2 separate regions of the Mus musculus genome follow, and region 2 is linked to region 1. Evidence: chromatin contacts called from public Hi-C data. All regions are on one chromosome and are shown on one strand. The core of a region is the stretch at or near the end of the contact, and the rest is flanking DNA. Distances in the headings are between cores, read along the strand shown.

The links. Hi-C and Micro-C count contacts between places; a contact is called where the count stands out from the background.
Region 2: a contact with region 1 is called in a Hi-C map of adipose-derived mesenchymal stem cells, with 1.9 times the contacts expected there. The contact joins two enhancer-like sites. A contact is called at or near these places in 2 of 484 Hi-C or Micro-C datasets (the C2C12 cell line and adipose-derived mesenchymal stem cells) and 1 of 115 datasets of contacts at active chromatin or transcription factors (fibro-adipogenic progenitors).

The regions. Positions count from the first base shown.
Region 1 is chr11:111,686,826-111,690,037 of GRCm38.p6, forward strand. No RefSeq gene overlaps it. Among named protein-coding and RNA genes, the nearest start is that of Gm30219, 29 kb to the left of the region's middle. Within about 2 kb of position 1,801, at least 58 of the 459 cell types and tissues checked have an H3K27ac peak or open chromatin away from gene starts, as enhancers often do. A contact at or near this core is called in the C2C12 cell line and adipose-derived mesenchymal stem cells, where this site is marked.
Region 2 is chr11:111,960,033-111,963,369 of GRCm38.p6, forward strand. No RefSeq gene overlaps it. Among named protein-coding and RNA genes, the nearest start is that of Gm30337, 160 kb to the left of the region's middle. Within about 2 kb of position 1,474, at least 38 of the 459 cell types and tissues checked have an H3K27ac peak or open chromatin away from gene starts, as enhancers often do. A contact at or near this core is called in the C2C12 cell line and adipose-derived mesenchymal stem cells, where this site is marked.

The DNA.
Region 1 (3,212 bases), core at 551-3,050:
TTTTATTTTCATATTTATTTCATGAGTATTTCAATTACATGAATATAGGAGGGTAAGAGTCCTTTGTAGAAAAAAAAATCGGTTAATTGCTTACAGAGTGAACCTGTATGGATTGTCAAGGTCCATTTAGATTAGACTCTTAGAGGTTGGACTGTTTGGACCTTGCTAAGCATGGTAGCATGGGCCTCTAATCCCAGCACTCAGATTCACACAGAAGGATTGCCTTGTCTTCAAAGTCAGTTTGAACAAAATGAACCACTAAACCTTGAGCATCAAACCTCAGCTTGTCTGTTTTACCCTTAATAAGAGTGTCTCCCCCTGTACTGCGGTAAGAGTGGAACCCAGAACCTTGCACATACTCAGCAAGTGCTAGGCCACTCAGCTGTGTCCAGTGATTATTTGCTTTTTGTTTTGAGACAGTTTCTTAGCTGCCTGGAATGTTTGTAAGCCACTCAACCAGGCAGACCCCGGATTATCACATCCTTCCTCTGTCGCCCAATGGTAATTATTTCTCAATAAACTTGCAACTCAAGAACAAATCTTCAGTAAAGATAGGATTTTTACTGCAGATTAAATTTGGCCTTTGATACTAGAGGCTCTGTTGTCACACATGAAAGACAGGGCATAGCGACAGTGAACTGTTTCCTGAAGTTTGGTAAGAATATAAATGTTACAATAGTTCAAAGGAAACATTATGGTAGCTGCCAAACTCTAAGATGCAGATGAACCCTTTACCTAACACAAAGGTCTGTGGAATCTGCTTAATAGCCATTTATGTTTGTATGTCAGAGGAATACATATGTATACATACATATATATATTTGTATGTATATATGTGCGTCATTGTTTATTTTTGAAACAACTTTAGAGAATTTGTTTTCTAAAGTGCCTAGAGCAAGCATAGGAACAATTACTGGGGAACAGAAAAACAGTAGACTCCGGCTAATGCCTGCTAATTTAACTATTTCCACCTAGCCAAACTCTGCTAAGCTCGATAACCCACAAACAGACTGAAGTTTACAGAACAAAATCCCTCACAGCAGCGCTTGCCTGTGTCTGATAAGCAGGGTATGAAATGTAGGGCTGAGCCCAGGCACCCAAGTTTTATGTCACAAAAAGACTAAGTAAGCCACAGAGGGAAAGATAAGATCTAAACGGCAAACAAGGGTGTGCCTTCCTGATTATTCAGAGTGGAGAGGAAACATTGTGTGTTAGGGAATTATGAACTGATCTCTGAACTTAATGAGCAAGCCTGCCATTCTAGACTGTGGCATGACTTTGGGAGGTCATAAAAAAATTACACTTCTCCTGGCTTTCTCCAGTGACTCTCACATGCAATTATTATGAAATGAGTTTTCTCTTACAAGGAAATGATTGTCTCTCAAAATCATCCTCCATAATAGTAACAAACAATATAAAGCTGGCGATCAAAAGGAAAATATGCTTTTAATCCCTAGTTATCCCAAGAAGCACGGTTTGAGGAAATGACTTAACTGTAGTTTTAAAATTGTATGTATTATCAGTGTGTGTGTGTGTGTGTGTGTGTGTGTGTGTGTGAGCATGCATATATGTTGTACACCAGTATACATGTAGAGGTCACAGGACAACCTTGTGGGGGTCAGTTTGCTGCTTCTACCTTCATGTGGTTGTGAAATTCAAGCTCAGCCTGCCAGACGTGCATGTGAGACATCTTGTTGGCACAATTACGTGTTTTTGTTGGAGATTTGTAATAGCTTGTGGGTCTGTGCATAGGGGAAGAACATGGCAGCAAAAGAGAAAAGCACGTATCCTAGCCTGAGCTGGTGTCTGTGGTGATGCATACACATTCCTCATAACAGTATCATGAGGTTTGGAATCTGATATTTTATATCAACAATGGTTGCTACATAGTTATCTCAGCTCCTTTGGGATTCATGTTCTTTCTCATCTGTAGGAACTGCTAAGAGTTGCCACAGCTTCCCTGGTGGTAGCACAGATGTTGTCTGGCAGACAGAGACAGAGGCTTACAGGACAGTCTCAAGAACGACCAGAGTCAACCTGAACAGACATATACAGATGCTTGGAATTCTCTCACTGTATTTTATAAAGATTTATTTTTACTTCTCTCTCTCTGTCTCTCTGTCTCTCAGTCTCTCTGTCTCTCTCTCTCTCTGTCTCTCTCTCAGTCTCTCTGTCTCTCTCTGTGTCTCTCTTTCTCTCTCTCTTTGTGTGTGTGTGTGTGTGTGTGTGTGTGTGTGTGTGTGTGTGTGTGTGTGTGTGTGTGTGTAAGAGAGGGGACATATGTACAATGCCCTTGAAGGCCAGAAGAAGGCATTAGATCCCCTGGAACTAAAGTTACAGGTGGTTGCCAGCCTCTGTGTAGGTGTAAAGAATCAAACTAGGGTCTTCTGCAAAAGCAATAAGCACTCTTAACCCCTCACCATTACTTTTAAGTCCCTGTCACTATTTATTAATTTGATGGTAGATGTGTCCTCATCTGAATTATGCAAATACAGGTGGAAGTTTTCTATGCAGTTGCACAGAGAGTTCTTTGCATTGTAATTAGGCTAAGTGGGTGATAGCCCTGCTCAGGTCTTCTTGAGTTCTGAAAGAAAAATGCTAACTTCTTCAACTAGAATTGAGACTCTCTCTCTCTCTCTCTCTCTCTCTCTCTCTCTCTCTCTCTCTCTCTCTCTCTCTCTCCATCTTTGTCTTCTGTCTGTGTATTTTGAAGACAATATTTACAAAGATATTTATTTTATTTCGGTTATGCTGTTTTTATTTATAAGAGTGCACACATGTTTGTTAGTGTTGTGCAAGTGAGTGCTGGTATTCCGGAAGTCCAGAGATCCCTAGAACTGGAGTTACAGGGAAATGTGAGCCACCTGAAGTCAGTGCTGGGCACCTGCTCAGGTCATCTGCCAGAGCAAGCAGACATCTGTCAGCGGCTGAGCCACCTCTCCAGGCTTCAAGATGCATATTTTTTATGTAATAAAATATTTTGTAATAATTCATTAAGAATTTCATATAATATATTCATGTATTTTACTATATGCATAATATGTATTTAACCTACCGAATTATTTGTTAAATCTTGAATTTCAATATGCATACACTTACTATCTCAAAATCTAAAATAACTTGGATTCTGAGCCATTTCTCCCTAAGCCTCTAACATAAGAGCTACTCACCCTGTGTTTAATGCTGTTGCTGAAGTGTCAAGTGGCCAATGT
Region 2 (3,337 bases), core at 224-2,723, 270 kb after region 1:
AATGGGGTGCTAAAAGATACCGATGTGAATGAAAAGGAGGATGAAAAAGAGGTAGAGGAATGGATAGAGGGAGTTGCACTTCAGCAACTGAGGGTCAGTAGTGGGCTTCCTTGGACAGATGATGTGGGTGTGGATACAGAGCAACCTGAGGAGATGGAGACATTGAGCAATACAGAGCTCCAGGCAGATGGAGAATGGAATAAGACCAACCCAACAGTGGGAAACATGGAAGGGAAGTGTCAGAGGTCAATGTGCAGGAACACAAAGAGGCATTTCGATTTTAATGTGGAAATTGATGTGATTGAATTGGCATGGATGGAAACTAACTGTTGTGTAATGACGATCACCTATTTATAAGTTGTTATTCTGCTGAAGTTTACTTTAGGTGCTCATTCATTCTATTGTTGTTGATAGGACCCTTCTGTGTGCTAGCATTCCCGTGACACGAGAAACACTTCTTTATTTCCACAGTCAAATCCCCTGCTTTCATGTCAACTTCCATATCAACCGGCATTACTAATATATATATATATATATATATATATATATATATATGTGTGTGTGTGTGTGTGTGTGTGTGTGTGTGTGTGTTTGTGTGTGTGTATGTATATATATATATATATATATATATATATATATATATATTGATGATACATGCTGGAAACCTTACAAAACATATAAAAAATACATAGCAAAATCCCTTGCATGTATGATTGCCTTTAGTGATTAATTCCATGAAATGCAAGTTGGATCTAAAGGGATTAAGATTTGGTAGTATGATCTATTTACAAGTTCACCACCATGACATAATGTATAATCTCTATGATTATAGTAATTATTTAAGTCATGACACTGAACACACAGAAGCTTCACTTCCAAACGTCATGCTGATAGTGCCTTATCTCATTAGAATCTTTTCCCTGGGTTTCAGTTTCTTTTTAATACTGCAAAGATAAACAACTAAGGAAGAAGCTAGAACATTGGTTTAAGCAGAGCTTAGAAGTGGATGCCACAGTTTCTGAAAACCATTTTATTTTTTTCCGAGTCACTCAATCATCAGGTTTGTGATACACAGTGACCTGTCAGAAGGATGACCTTGCTCATCTGACATAGTTAATAGAGAGCAGGACTTAATGACTCTTTCACTGATTCTGACCAGCGGGCTAGACAAAGGAGCATCCTGACTGATCGTCATTTATGCCTCCAGCAGGGTTTTGGCCGAACAGGCTTAGAGTGTGACTGACAGAGCACCAGGCAGCAGAGGGACCCGTCTGCTATTGTCATTATTGCTTTGCTGACTTCCCATGCACTGGTTATGACCAGCGTCTCACATTTCCCTTTAATATTTCTGAAGCACTTTGGCACTCTGAATCCATTTCCTCTTAATGCTTCAGCTATCTCAGTAGTCTCTCTGAATAACATCTCTGGGTTGCTATCTTTTGGGACTCCATCAAACTTGCTTGGTCATACAGTAGGCGGATGAAATAAGCCTGTTAATAAGAAGGAGAAAAATCCATCCAGCTTCTAATAGCCTTATGATTCATTCCCTGGTGGCTCCGCAGCCTTTCTGAACAACGCTGATTGCCATCTGGTTTCTTTGGGGATGATAAATTCAGCAATAAATATGGTTCTTGGTACTCTGTCCCTCTAAATCCAAGTCACAAATACTGTGAGTCACAAGTTCCCACCCAACAACACAACAGCTCACTACAGAACTCAAATGATCCTTTGACATTGCCTGTACCACCCAACTACTAGTTTTGTCTAGGTTACGTTTCTTTTGGATTCACTACAGGATTTTTTTTTCCTTAACAGACATACACACACACACACACACACACACACACACACACACTTTTTTTTTTTTTTAAGAGGCAGGGGCATGAAGCCAAATGAACTGCGTTAAGCAGTGGGTTCCATTTTAGGTGTTGACAGTGTATAATAAATCCAGACCTACCTAACATTTACAGGAACATTATAAAATGAGTGCAAAGCTATGAGCTGGTTGCCAGGCCAACCAGACAAACACAATAAACAGGCAACTGTGACAGGGATAAGTTACACCATCCCTCCGGTCTGAAATATATCACTTTACATTGGTCTTTGACCACATTGAAAGCTTTTTGTTTTATATTTTTCAAAACTCTCTTTTACAGCACAGATTAGCATTAAATCTTTTCAGATGAGGAAGTCTCTCTCTCTCTCTCTCTCTTGCTTTTTTTATCTCCCCAAACTTGCATGTCTCCAAAAGAGCGAACATTTATTTTTATTTTAACCGTAATTAAAAAATAAATTCAAGTCTGAGGAACAACGTTCAGGCTCAAATCCTGAAGGTTCCCTTCTGGCAGATTAAAAAGGGGGAAAAAAATCCCTAGACTAGAAAGAAAATAAACAATAGCAGTAGTCAGTGTACTTAGTTGGTTTAAATGGTCTCCTAAAATGGCAGCATAGCTACCCTCCCACTTAACCCTTTGTACGCTAGTCTCCACTCTGAAATTCCTTTTGTCTTCGAGCAGCACCAATTTTATAAGAGCAAGAGACTATAGGATGCCATCTCTAGAAGCATCTTAGAAATTATTAATCTCAATAGTTTTGGCAGAAAAACAATACACAGACATATAGTGGATGGGTTTGGTTTTTCTCCCTTAATTAAAAACAATATTTTTCACTATTTATGATAAATTAAAATATTAATTTTTTTCTTACAGAAATTCCTAGAACTCAAAGAGGCTCCAATATCCCTTTCAATAACTTGCAAGCATCAAGACAGGATAATTTGGGATGGTCTATATACAACTATGCTGATAGACATATATAATACTGTAGTACTCAGCTAAATCTGATACGGTTTGCTTAAACCAGGCCAGATTTTCAACCACCCTTTCACAAAACACACTTGTTAATAGAGTGATCAACTTATCAGACTTTGCCCAAGACATCCTGAATTTCTACAGCAAAAATTAGATGTCTTAGAGAATGAATGTCTCAGGCTGGGGTTAGAAGAGGCCATGGGATGTCTGCTTCTACAGGCCTTCAGAGAACTTTCTAAGCACTTAAGAGGCACTCACGTGTAAATTATAGAAAACAAAAAAGTGTTCTCACCTGAAACTATTTAACGTGAGTGCAACATCGTTTAATCAACTTACCTGATCCACTCTGATTCTATTTGTAAGAGCCTGGGTTACAATGGGTTGGGTTTTCATGTTAGATGTGGGTGTGTGGCTAGCTCATTCATAGTATTCAAGTTTTAAAAACTTCTTTCTTTCCCACTAAAGTACTACTAGATGAGGTACTACTAGATGAGGAGACCCCTGTCTGGCTTCCTCTCACTTCTTTC